4 separate regions of the Mus musculus genome follow, and all the other regions are linked to region 1. A link is a contact called in public ChIA-PET and promoter capture Hi-C data. All regions are on one chromosome and are shown on one strand. Each heading gives the region's core, a stretch centred on a gene start, on an enhancer-like site or on the middle of the called end of the contact. The rest is flanking DNA. Distances are from core to core; before and after follow the strand shown. Region 1 holds the start of Osgin2 (oxidative stress induced growth inhibitor family member 2). Region 2 overlaps Ripk2 (receptor (TNFRSF)-interacting serine-threonine kinase 2). Region 3 has its middle 61 kb from the start of Ripk2. Region 4 has its middle 68 kb from the start of Osgin2.

Region 1 (2,897 bases), core at 256-2,755:
ATAGCTTGACTCTTAAAAGGTCTCTAATGATACATTTAACTATAATAATGTAGCAAACACGGTTTCTTCTCTCCCAACACTAAACTGTAGCAAACACTTTTCACTCCCTCCCCTAAATTTCTCTGCACAGAGATAAGAGGATGGATGGTATTTACCACATAGCCTCAGAGTAAGAATTCCAAGCTCTCCCCTTACCGCTCAACAGTACCCCAAAGGTGTCAGGAGACTTTCAGAGGGTTATTTTCTAAAAGAAATGTAGCTCCCCAAGAGGCTTCAAATTTTCACTCCAGCCTGCTTTTTACAATACTCAAAGTGGACGATGTGTACATACACAACAATCTGTCTAGAACATAGAATCCAGCAGTCTTTGGCATAAAACTTTTCTAGATCTAGAATTTAAAGTCTCCTTACAAACTCAGGAGGTTGGGCAGACCTAGGTCGTTGCTATTACAGCAGGAGTCTGATTTCTCTGCACCTCACATTCTTTTTTAACCTCTTCTGTGAAGGTTATTAAATACACACGACATTTATCTATATCACATAAAATAAGCTCTGTGATTTGTATTGATGACAGTCACAAATACTGTGACTTGTGGCTCACATTAGTAAAGAAAGCAATGTTAGTATTTTTAGAAATGATATTAATATCCTTTCCACCCAAGTTAATGTTTCACCTAAATTCTATGAGCCTCTATTAAACAAGTCTTTATCAGTTTATTCTGTAACATTCACACATGTAAAGCCAGTTCCCAGAGTCCTTACTAAACGTAACATTTCATCCCATCCAGTTTCTTGTACTTTTGATCTTATTCTGTAATTCCCCGAAGTGTTGGTCAATTGTTCTGAATCTAGAACATACGTTCATTCATCTTTGAAACTATTGTTTTTCTCACCGTAAGAAACTTTCATCATAATTTGAGTATAAAACTGCCACTTCCTAAATTTCTCCATTCTAACATGGCTTTACATCACTCATACCTTAGTAAGTCACGACCCACTGTCACTACATGACACATTCTTCTCCACTTCCCTTCAAGCCAGTAACTTATGTTATTAGATTTTTAAAAGATCAAAAATTCAAAGGAGGCTCTTCACAGATTTTCAAATTTACCATTTACATGTAACCGACTCACCGCCGGCCTAGCCACTCTCGCCGTCCTGTGACCCGCGCGGTCCAGGAACAAGAAGAGGGGACAAGAAAAGAGCGGGGTCCACGGAGCTCCGAGCAGCGCCGGCCCAGCGGGCGGCGGCCGAGGAGCACACGCTGCAGAGCCAGCTCCGACCCATCCCGGGGGGAAAGTCACCTGAAATGACCGGCCAGGGAGCAGCGGCAGCACCACACAGGCATGGAGAGCGGCTGCCGTCCTCCGGGAGGGCCGACCGCGGGCTGGTCCCGGCGCGCGCTCTGCCTGCACCGCGGCTCACAGGCGCGGGAGTCTGTCCCCGGCCAGCGGCTTCCGCTCCTCCCCGCCGGCGGCAGGGCGGCGCAGCGAGTGATGAGCGCCGCGCTGGGGGCGGGACCGGGCGCTGCGACGGCGACGCGCGGCTCCGCCCACCAGGTGCGGCGCGTGGACGAGGCCGCCGATTGGTGGAGTCGCGGCGAGGGGCGGGTCCACGGAGAGGGATGCGCAGGGCCGCGGCGCTGCGGTCCGGGTCCTCACGAGGCCTAGGCTCGGGGCTCGGGGTGCGTTCTCGGTGCCCGCTCTTGGGATTGCGGAGCAGAAGAGGGGAGGCTTCTACCTCAGGCCTGCGGGTCTCAGGGAAGTCCGGCCGCGAGAACCTACCTGAGCTCACGTCCTCGCACTGTCTCGGGTGCATCTGGCCTCGGCCCCCGCATCGCGGCCACCCAAAGACTCCCACAAACCTTAGGTGCTCCGGCCGCTCGCCTGGCGCTCCCCCTGGCCATGTTCAGCCTCCCTTCTTAAAGAGCGCCGCTCCACCATTCCCCGGACTGGGCAAGGCCTCACTCAGCCATGCAGAGACTAGTGGGGAAAGGGGCTGGGCCAGAAAAGATGTTTTGAGTCTCTCCAGGTGTCTTTGAGTCAGCACAGGGAGTGCATCCAACTTGGTATTTATCCAAAGTTAAAAGGTGAGGGTGGACACTGTCAGAGCGATTAATCACCTTAATTAATTAATTAATCTGCTCCGACAACGCCTTCACCCATCTCCGTTATTGGGGGGCGGAGGGGAGCAGTTAAAACACTTGTATGTTTATGTCTTTAAAAGAAATTCTCTTTAAGAATGTTGGTTGGAGTCTGCATTTTTTAAAAGAACTCATCCTGGCAGAACATTGGCCCATGCCTTAATTTCAGCCCTGGGAAAGCAGAGGCAGGTGGATCTCCATGAGTTCAAGTCTAGTTTGATCTACATAGGACAGCCAGGACTTTGTAGAGAGACCCTGTCTCAAAAAGAAAGAACTCAGCGTGCCTCCAGGATTCCATATCTAAAAGGTGTATTCACCGGATTTTAAAAATTGTTTTTCTCCTCTTTGAAAATAATGGCAGTATGAGCTCATTTTACGTTTAATGTGTTAACAGTTGTGAAGGAGAAAGGGAAGAAGAAGCTGCGTCTGCCGAGACATTGACTAGAACTGCATTATAGTGGGAAGCTTGGATTGCTGCAGGTCCATCCAGAGGCTAATTACCTTATCTAGGCTAGATCTAGCACTGCAGAACACTAGCTATTTGTCCAACTCTATGTGTGAACTAACGTCTTGTGACTAGAAGATTAAAAACTTTTTGGAATCTATTGACTAAACAGGCCACTAGCTTCCACCAACCAAAAGCTAAGAATGCAATAAGATAACACCCTGAGACTATAGTAACACTTCCCTCATCTTGCTGTACCTGTCTCTCTGGCGTGCTTTAATAAACTATAACAATGGATTTTACACTTAC
Region 2 (2,897 bases), core at 275-2,774, 110 kb after region 1:
TCAACATGTAGACGTCAGCTCTCTCTCTACCCTGTGAGTTCAGATGATCAAATTCAGGTTGCTGACATGGTGGGAAGTACTTTTACACACAGTCATCTTGCCAGCCCTGCAAATACTTTTTAGAGTAATAAACATTTATACTGAATGTTTTTTTCTTACTATCAGTGCTTGCCTGGTCTATGCTTATAAATCATAATTTCCCATCTTCTCACAGTCTCATACTTCTTCCCTGTGAATTCCCCCTTTTCCACTTTAAATATGTCTTATGTATATCTGTCAAATACATGGACTTTTAAGTGTAATAAATCTGTACTTGACATGTGTTTTCTACTTTCTCCTTTAGAAAACAATTTCAGTGCTCCAACTGTTTATCCTACTTCAAGCTTATGTAATTATCTTTCTGTCACCATTGAACACCCAGTCCCTTCAACATTCTCAGAGGCTCACTGCACATCACCTCCCCAAAGGGCACTGATGACGACTCAAAGACTCAAACAAACATAACATAAAAAAGGTGTAAATCTTAATCATCATCTGTCTTAACCCTAGCCCCACTTTAGTCCTTAGTTCTAACGGCTGTGAGTGCTCACAGCTTAACAATGTAGCACTCAGTCCTTAGTTCTAACAGCTGTGAGTGCTCACAGCTTAACAATGCAGCACTCAGTCCTTAGTTCTAACAGCTGTGAGTGCTCACAGCTTAACAATGCAGCACTCAGTCCTTAGTTCTAACAGCTGTGAGTGCTCACAGCTTAACAATGCAGCACTCAGTCCTTAGTTCTAACAGCTGTGAGTGCTCACAGCTTAACAATGTAGCACTCAGTCCTTAGTTCTAACAGCTGTGAGTGCTCACAGCTTAACAATGCAGCACTCAGTCCTTAGTTCTAACAGCTGTGAGTGCTCACAGCTTAACAATGCAGCACTCAGTCCTTAGTTCTAACAGCTGTGAGTGCTCACAGCTTAACAATGCAGCACTCAGTCCTTAGTTCTAACAGCTGTGAGTGCTCACAGCTTAACAATGCAGCACTCAGTCCTTAGTTCTAACAGCTGTGAGTGCTCACAGCTTAACAATGCAGCACTCAGTCCTTAGTTCTAACAGCTGTGAGTGCTCACAGCTTAACAATGCAGCACTCAGTCCTTAGTTCTAACAGCTGTGAGTGCTCACAGCTTAACAATGCAGCACTCAGTCCTTAGTTCTAACAGCTGTGAGTGCTCACAGCTTAACAATGTAGCACTCAGTCCTTAGTTCTAACAGCTGTGAGTGCTCACAGCTTAACAATGTAGCACTCAGTCCTTAGTTCTAACAGCTGTGAGTGCTCACAGTTTAACAATGTAGCACTCAGTCCTTAGTTCTAACAGCTGTGAGTGCTCACAGCTTAACAATGCAGCACTCAGTCCTTAGTTCTAACAGCTGTGAGTGCTCACAGCTTAACAATGCAGCACTCAGTCCTTAGTTCTAACAGCTGTGAGTGCTCACAGCTTAACAATGCAGCACTCAGTCCTTAGTTCTAACAGCTGTGAGTGCTCATAGCTAAACAATGTAGCACTCAGCTTTATGGCCTCCTCCCTCAGCTCAGGTAAGCAGTCAGAAGGTGTCAGGGAGTTGCCCTAATTTCTCACACCACCTTCCCTGTTTTCCCTTTTAACTGCCCTGACTCCAAGCCTCCTCTTGACTTCAAGTGGCTTCTGCAGGGCTATCACGGTGGCTCAGTGGGTCAAGGCGCTTGCTTCACTTAAATCTGATTCCCAGACTCCACAGTGGAAGGAGATAAGTGACTCTCAAAGATGACTTCTGATCTGTACACGTGCACTGTGATGGTCTAGCCCTACCCATCCCCCACCCCCTAACAAGAGATTTAATTTTTTTATCTAATTCCAGCCATGATGAACCTTCCTAAAGCAAAAATTTGTATATGATAGCCTTCTTTAAGAGTTACTTCCTCCTGAATTTAGAAGCCTAAGTAATATTAGTGAAATGTAGTATTTTTTAAAAATTGATTAATTTTTTAATTAAAAATATATGTATGTATAAGTGTTTTATTCTGCATTTATGTCTATGCACTGTGCATGCTTGGTGTCTATGGAGGCCAGAATAGGGTGGGAGATCTTTTGGAGCTGCAGTCGTGGCAGTTCTGAGACACTGTGTGGGAATCAGGCATGATTGCTCTGGAACAACAGTAAGCACCCTTTCCACTGAGCTCTCTCCAGTCCCTAGGAATTCTTGCAGATATCACTGTAATCCTCCTTAATCTTTTATCTCTTCATTTTTACTCTATCTACAAGACAAACTAAATTACTCATGTCACCCGTTTCCTTGCTTCTGGACTCCATATTGTTCTTTTTACGGAATGCCTGTCATAAGTAGAGGTCAGCTTTCAGCCAGAAATACGGTCTTCATGATGACATAATAGAGTGACATTCGCCAAAGTAAAGTATTCATCAAAGAGCCTGGCATTACTCAAGTCTTGGGTCTGCTAGCTACTTGCTAAGTGATCCAGAGTTCATAATCTGTCAACAAGGACTAAGACTGGCTCCCTCACACAGCTATTAAAAAAAATACTTTCTTAAGAATGTGTCTTGTTTCCTGTAGTGATGTGATATATATATATATATATATATATATATATACACACACATATATTATATATAAGTTTTCCATCATGATTACAGAGTGCCTTTAATATAAACATATTTGTTCATCATGCTACTGCTACCTTTACATATGTAGCCTTGTTACTTTAAAAAAATGGATCATGAATGCAAATCAGAAATGAGTTCCACGCACACCATCTGTCTGACAAGGGTATAATTTGAAAGAAAGTAAAAAGGTATGTAAGCACGCTGACTGGAAAACTGGCATACCAGATAAAAATCCCTTGTCTTGAGGAGCTGATAGGGAT
Region 3 (2,897 bases), core at 160-2,659, 88 kb after region 1:
TAATAGCAAATCAGAGAAGCAGAAATGGCCTTGTTTCCTGCTTGTCCATCAAAAGGGGTTGAGTATAGAGAATCTGAGGTTTAGTGTTGGTTTTGACTTCATGTCCTGCTCATTTCTAACTACCCCTGACCCAGACTGGGTCTTGTAGAGACTCCAAAAGTTGTAAGATGTAATTCTTTCGGGTTAATGAGATATTTCATTAGAAAGGGTGCTTGTTGCCGAGTCTCCCAATCTGAGTTTGGTCCTGGGAACTTAGGGGGTGGATGGAGAGAACTGACTTCTGAAAGTTATTTTTACCTTTGTGACATGGCAAATGCACATGTATACACACATGTATACCCCCTCACTGAATGAAATGTAGTTTAAACAAATGAAAACACAGTTACAAAGCCATATCTCTATTATTTGAAAACTATATATAAAAATATTTTCAGGTATATGGATACACAACATGAATAGGACAGAACAGGACAATTCTAAATCAATAATTGTTTCATAAGACACACATCAGATTTTTGAACAGAATTGAACAGAAGAACAGAGTCTGGTGGGAATTGCCCCACGTGGTCAATACTCAAATTGTAGACGATATGCCCTTCTCTTGAGCCTAGCAAATGCATGTGAGAACCATGTTTTAATGATACCAGACAGATATTCTGGAAATGCTGTGGCTGTACTTTTCTTCTTCTTAAAGTAGGGCTGACCTTTGCCTGTGTTTGCTGCTTCCTTTTGTCACTTACTAGGAGTTAGGGGAAGGGTGTGGTAGAACAATGTGCTGCAATAGGAAATGTAATGGAACCAAAAAAAAAAAAAAGAAAGAAAAAGAAAAAAAAGAAAAAGAGAAAAGAAAAAGAAAAAAGGAGCTTTCCTCAGAGAAATGCAGACTACATCACTCAGCACTAGTGTGGAGAAAGAAGGGGTGGCAGAGAGGTCACAGAAGCTGGAAGCAGAGGACATGAGAGCAGATGTGAGCAGAGTTGTGGGTAGGCATATGGTCTTGGATAAATCCCCATGAAAGTCCTCTGAGTGATCTAGTTCACTCAGCCCTAAGACAAGAATGACAATTCTCTGAACAGCAGCCAGTTTTCACAGAGCTTGTTACAGTAAGTTAAACAGTATGAGCAAGACCGGTTGTTTATTTCAATAAAAATAGAGTGCTCAAATGATTTTGAGAACTGCTCATCACTGCTATTCATGATTCTAAAGTAGAAACAGCAGCTTAAAATCAATCATGCAAGCCAGCCCATCTCCTAATATCGTCTTTTGTCTCTGAAAGCTTTCTGCCTGCTCACTGTTATTCTAGCAAACTGCAGAAGCAGTGTCATGCTCAGTTAGGAAAGTGACCATGGGCACACTGGGAAAGTGCGGCATGCAAACACAGTGTGAGTTAACGTGGTGTGCTCAGCCTGCTTCTCGGTGCTCATCATGTGGCTCCCTGCCCTTCCTGTTGGTCCTGTCAGCACTTTCCCACAGTAGTATGTGGTTATGTGATTATCCTGACTGACAGCCATGTGAGGCGTGTGATGTGATAGGGCCGTTGCATGCTTTCTCACATCCCAGAAGGCTAAGCCATTCAGTGTGGGTTGTGTTCAGGCAGAACTAGTCAAAGGCAAAAATGGTAGAGTAAAAAAGTCCCCATTTAACCATTTGAAATTCCTGAAATGCTTTGATAAAAATGAGAAGTCATCAAGGTGTATGGCCGCTGATTATGATAAATACTGAAACCAGAAGCTATTGTTTTCTCTTTGCTCAGCTTTGACAATGTCTAGTCTCCCCTCCTGCCCCATAATATGATAATTAATAAGTTCAATTTGTTAGTACAGGATGTGGCCAGTGTAATAATAGGATGTGGGCATTGAACATAGCTAAGTATGTTATTGCTAAGTTTCTGAGAGAGGAGGAGAAGACAGGGAAACAGATATATTAGAAAGTTATTGAGAGAACTGAGAGTGGGGGCATATGCCTTGAATCCCAGCACTCTGATGGCAGAAGCAGGCAAATCTCAGAGTTCTAACACAGCCAGGGCAACATAAGAAGCCATGTCTTGAAAACCAAAACCAAAACCAAAACCAAACAAAAGTTATTGAGAACCTACAGTTTACTTTAGCACTATCTAAAGTGAAATGAAATGGACTTAAGGCTGTTTAAGACATTGATAAATTATACAGACAATGGCAACACTGGGCCCATGATGATAATACGTATATAGAAAATATGTAGAAAACTATCAGTGAATTCCAAGATGCTCAATGACAACAGAACATAAGTGTATTACACCATAATACCATATATGTTGCAAATAGCTAGATTGACTTTCTCTCAAATACCACACACTACATTCATAAAGGAACATCAGACCACAATGTGTTGACATGTTAGACCTCAAAAATGTTTCTTCCCTTTTTTCTTTCCCTTCATTATACTGAGAGTTAGAATTTATTTATTTAAAAGGGTAAACTTTCCATTATGATGATGATGATGATGATGACAGTGGTGGAGATGATGTTTATATGGTGTGTGGTTGGAAAAACATGGAGGTCAGAGGACAAGTTGGTTCCTTTTTTCCATGGTGGGATCTGGGAAAAAAAAGGTCACTAATCTCATTTCTATTGTGTTGATAAAACACCATGACAAAGGCCAGAAATAAGTTTATTTTAGCTTACAGTTCCAGATTACAGGTCATCATTGTAAGGAAGTTAAGACAGAAACTTCAAGTATCTGGTCATATTATACCCTCAGTCAATGGTGGAGAGAAATGAGTCCACAAAGGCTCAGGAATCAGATAGCTTTTTCTATTCTCATACAGTCCAAGGCCCCAAATCAGGGAATAATAGTATTGTCCACATTAGGCTGGGACTTCCCACAAAATTAACTTAATTAATACAGTCTCCCATAGA
Region 4 (2,897 bases), core at 110-2,609, 68 kb after region 1:
TCTGCTTTTATAGGTTCAGAACTTCCAACTCCCCAGAAACTCTACAGATACTAAACCTACTTGTCTGGGCACTTTAAGTGGTGATCTCTGTTGTATTTCTGTAGTGTTCAGTTCTACTTTTTGGTGCTTTTCATTTCACCTTCCTGGTTGGTTGAGTGTAGAGGACACAGGTTACAGATAGTTTTAGAGAAATCAGAATTGTTAAACACTTTTTCCCCCCTAACATAATATTTGTACTGATTACTTGGGAATTTCACATAATGCACCCTGATCACTTTTGCTTCTCAGTCTTCCAAGGTCCACCTCCATTACCCTTGTGACACCCTTCCTCCAAAAAAAAGAAAAAGAAGAAAAAGAAAATTAAGAAAACAAAACAAAAGTCAATTTGTGTTACCCATGTGCTCACGGGAGCATGGTTAAACACCCAGTAGCTTGTCCCTTAAAGGAAACTGAGCCCTTCCCCACCTACTCCCAGTAGAAGCCATAAATTGTGGGGAGCTACATTTCAGCATCCTTGCCATAAAACTTAAGAGTTCTCTTTGATGGCTTCCTTTCTAGGCTGTTACTTATTTTGGGAAGTGGGGTTAGGGGTTGTCACAGAGACCTTTAATGTGTCTGCAGTCATTGATACTACTGCAATAACAAACAAATAGACAGACAGACAGACAGACAGACAGACAAACAACCTTCCCTGCCATTTACAATCAGCACCATCATGGATCATGGACTTCCACTAGGTTTCTTGAGACAACACAGACCACAGACATCCACAGCCCTCTGTTGGTAGCATGTGCTACAGACCTCAGCATGCTCTCCAGTGACAGTACAGAACCCCAAAGCATGGGCATCAACATGGACCCCTGCCGCAGCGTGGGCCACAGACACCATCATAATAGATAGCCATTGGAGGCAACATAGGACACAGACATCAGCAGGGCCTCTGGGGCAGCATGGGTCATGGATACCAGTATGGACCCCAGTGGCAGCCTGACCAGTTCTGTAGACATCAATATGGTCTCCAAAGGCTGGATATCCCAGCTTATATATTGACTGTGAGGTGACTGCATAATTCTGTTGGGAAAATATTTTGCTTTCAAAGTTCTTTATGGTATGGACTTGGGGACATTTAGCCATTATGTACCAGCATCACTATAGCCCATGAAGTACTCAAGTTTTTCCAAAAGCCCCTCTAAATTTTCTAAAATGTACTAGGTTTATTTTTATTAAATTTGCCTCCTCTGCCATATCTATAGGATTTAGGAAGAAGGGTAAATGCATGTACTAACTCAGGCAACATTAAGGCAATTATCAGTGAGCTCTACGGTGGCTCTCAGGAACCTCACCCAGAGAATGGCTCTTAGAAGAGGATTCCTTCCCTGTTCTTTCATGAGAACAGCCAGTGTTCATTTCTCTTGTACTTCTCCCATTCTTTGTTATCTATTGTAGGTTATAGTAAGCTATTTCTCTGCTGGTGAAATGAGACAATTCAATCCAGATTAAAGTATATAAAAGTACTCTTGAGCTGGCTTACTGGTCCCTTCCAAGGAAAGAGGCCAGAGAAGTCACTGCGGAGAGGCGACAAAGGGAATGGGGAAGTGAAAGAGAAAAAGAGCATACTCCAGGAGAGAGAGAAAATGCAGAGAGCGAGAGTGAGAACAAGAGCAAGAGTGAGAGAGCAAGAGAGGGAGGGAGGGAGGGAGGGATGAAAAGAGGAAGGGAGGGAGGTAGAGAGGAAGGGAAGGGGGGAGACACCAAAATGTCTAGATAATATATTAAAGAGCTTCTGGGAAAGGGGAAGCCCAGCCCATGGGTTTGAGTGTTCATGGGAGAGGGTGCAGTAGCCCTGTAACATGTAGAGACTGTGGGATGCTGGTGGAACCTGGAGACCAAGTCTGCTTTGGTATGCAAAATGTGCATCTCAGCTGTTTGTCCGTGGTCTGAACCTCAGCAGGTTATTGAGAGCTGTTTGTGGCTGATGTGGGTAATCCTTTCAGAGCTCTTTACTTTAATAATGAAAATAACTATATGACCTTGTCTTTTCTCAGCTATCAATGGGACTTTAGTTCCTTCTAAACATATTATTTTATCTTTTGAGTCTTGGAACTTTCCATTAGAGATCTTAATAAAAAAGAAGCATTTTAGATGTAATAAACAACTATAATTAAGAGAAACATTTTGCAACTCAATTTTTCCTCCTATTAAATACTGTATCACCATCACTAACAATAGGGAATTCCTTTTGTCTACTGTCTCCAACCTTGAAGAGTTCTTCAGAAGTAAAGGGTCATTTACAGCTTGGCCTTCTTAGTATTTTTCATTAAGGTCTGTCCAAGAAGAATCTCATTTTATTCTTGATGTGACTCCTTTCCTTTTAGCTTTTGTGCATGTGCTTTGAGAAATTAAAGGTTTTAAAATAACTCCCCAAGACATGCTGATAGCTCAAGCACATTAACATAGACAAGGAATTAATGTGAAAGCATGAGTAATAGTGAGATACATAGAGTTTGATAGCAAATTCAAAAGAATGTGTCGGTGAGGCATCTCATGTCATAGCTCCCACTGCTGAGGAGGCACTGCTGGCTGTGTGGTAACTCTTCTCTGTTGAAAAGACACACCCAAGTCTAGACCAACAATTTCCTTCTGCGTCTACCATCTACACAGTGTTCACTGGTTGCCACATTCTTTCAGATAAGCTACTGAACTTCCATTTTCTTCTCATTGACATAACATTCTTTTTTAAAGGGAGGAGGGATCTGGCAGGCCAGGAGAAGAGACTCCACTTTTAGGCACATAAGAAGGAGCTGAGAGAGGAGAACCGATGTGATGTCTGGGTTGGAACATGCAGCAAGTACACTTTTATTATTGTGTTGGTGTGAAATGTCTAAGACAGACAAACC

What was found. Promoter capture Hi-C pulls out the DNA fragments that hold promoters and counts their contacts. ChIA-PET counts read pairs in DNA pulled down with a chosen protein or histone mark.
Region 2: a promoter capture Hi-C map of macrophages shows a contact between it and region 1, with 6 read pairs. The contact joins the enhancer-like site here to the promoter of Osgin2 in region 1. A contact is called at or near these places in 5 of 39 promoter capture datasets (the C10 cell line, the HPC-7 cell line, hematopoietic stem and progenitor cells and 2 more), 1 of 15 datasets of contacts at CTCF or cohesin (CD8 T cells), 2 of 484 Hi-C or Micro-C datasets (bone marrow-derived macrophages and liver), 3 of 115 datasets of contacts at active chromatin or transcription factors (CD8 T cells, bone marrow-derived macrophages and microglia) and 2 of 9 other capture datasets (adipose tissue and liver).
Region 3: an RNA polymerase II ChIA-PET map of effector CD8 T cells shows a contact between it and region 1, with 74 read pairs. The contact joins the enhancer-like site here to the promoter of Osgin2 in region 1. A contact is called at or near these places in 2 of 39 promoter capture datasets (the C10 cell line and macrophages), 1 of 15 datasets of contacts at CTCF or cohesin (CD8 T cells), 4 of 115 datasets of contacts at active chromatin or transcription factors (CD8 T cells, bone marrow-derived dendritic cells, bone marrow-derived macrophages and 1 more) and 3 of 9 other capture datasets (adipose tissue, liver and macrophages).
Region 4: a contact with region 1 is called in a promoter capture Hi-C map of macrophages, with 7 read pairs. The contact joins the enhancer-like site here to the promoter of Osgin2 in region 1. A contact is called at or near these places in 2 of 39 promoter capture datasets (the C10 cell line and macrophages), 12 of 484 Hi-C or Micro-C datasets (B cells, the C2C12 cell line, CD4 T cells and 9 more), 6 of 115 datasets of contacts at active chromatin or transcription factors (CD8 T cells, bone marrow-derived macrophages, effector CD8 T cells and 3 more) and 5 of 9 other capture datasets (adipose tissue, bone marrow-derived macrophages, liver and 2 more).

What each region holds. Positions count from the first base shown.
Region 1 is chr4:16,012,383-16,015,279 of GRCm38.p6, forward strand. Osgin2 (oxidative stress induced growth inhibitor family member 2) reads right to left here and starts at 1,506. Exons shown (of 6, transcript NM_145950.5): 1 at 1,305-1,506. The coding sequence starts at 1,348.
Region 2 is chr4:16,124,762-16,127,658 of GRCm38.p6, forward strand. Ripk2 (receptor (TNFRSF)-interacting serine-threonine kinase 2) reads right to left here. Exons shown (of 11, transcript NM_138952.4): 9 at 2,860-2,897. Among named protein-coding and RNA genes, the nearest start is that of Ripk2, 37 kb to the right of the region's middle. Within about 2 kb of position 1,525, at least 8 of the 459 cell types and tissues checked have an H3K27ac peak or open chromatin away from gene starts, as enhancers often do.
Region 3 is chr4:16,100,747-16,103,643 of GRCm38.p6, forward strand. No RefSeq gene overlaps it. Among named protein-coding and RNA genes, the nearest start is that of Ripk2, 61 kb to the right of the region's middle. Within about 2 kb of position 1,410, at least 76 of the 459 cell types and tissues checked have an H3K27ac peak or open chromatin away from gene starts, as enhancers often do. A contact at or near this core is called in CD8 T cells, bone marrow-derived macrophages, effector CD8 T cells and 1 more, where this site is marked.
Region 4 is chr4:16,080,677-16,083,573 of GRCm38.p6, forward strand. No RefSeq gene overlaps it. Among named protein-coding and RNA genes, the nearest start is that of Osgin2, 68 kb to the left of the region's middle. Within about 2 kb of position 1,360, at least 24 of the 459 cell types and tissues checked have an H3K27ac peak or open chromatin away from gene starts, as enhancers often do. A contact at or near this core is called in bone marrow-derived macrophages, hematopoietic stem and progenitor cells, macrophages and 3 more, where this site is marked.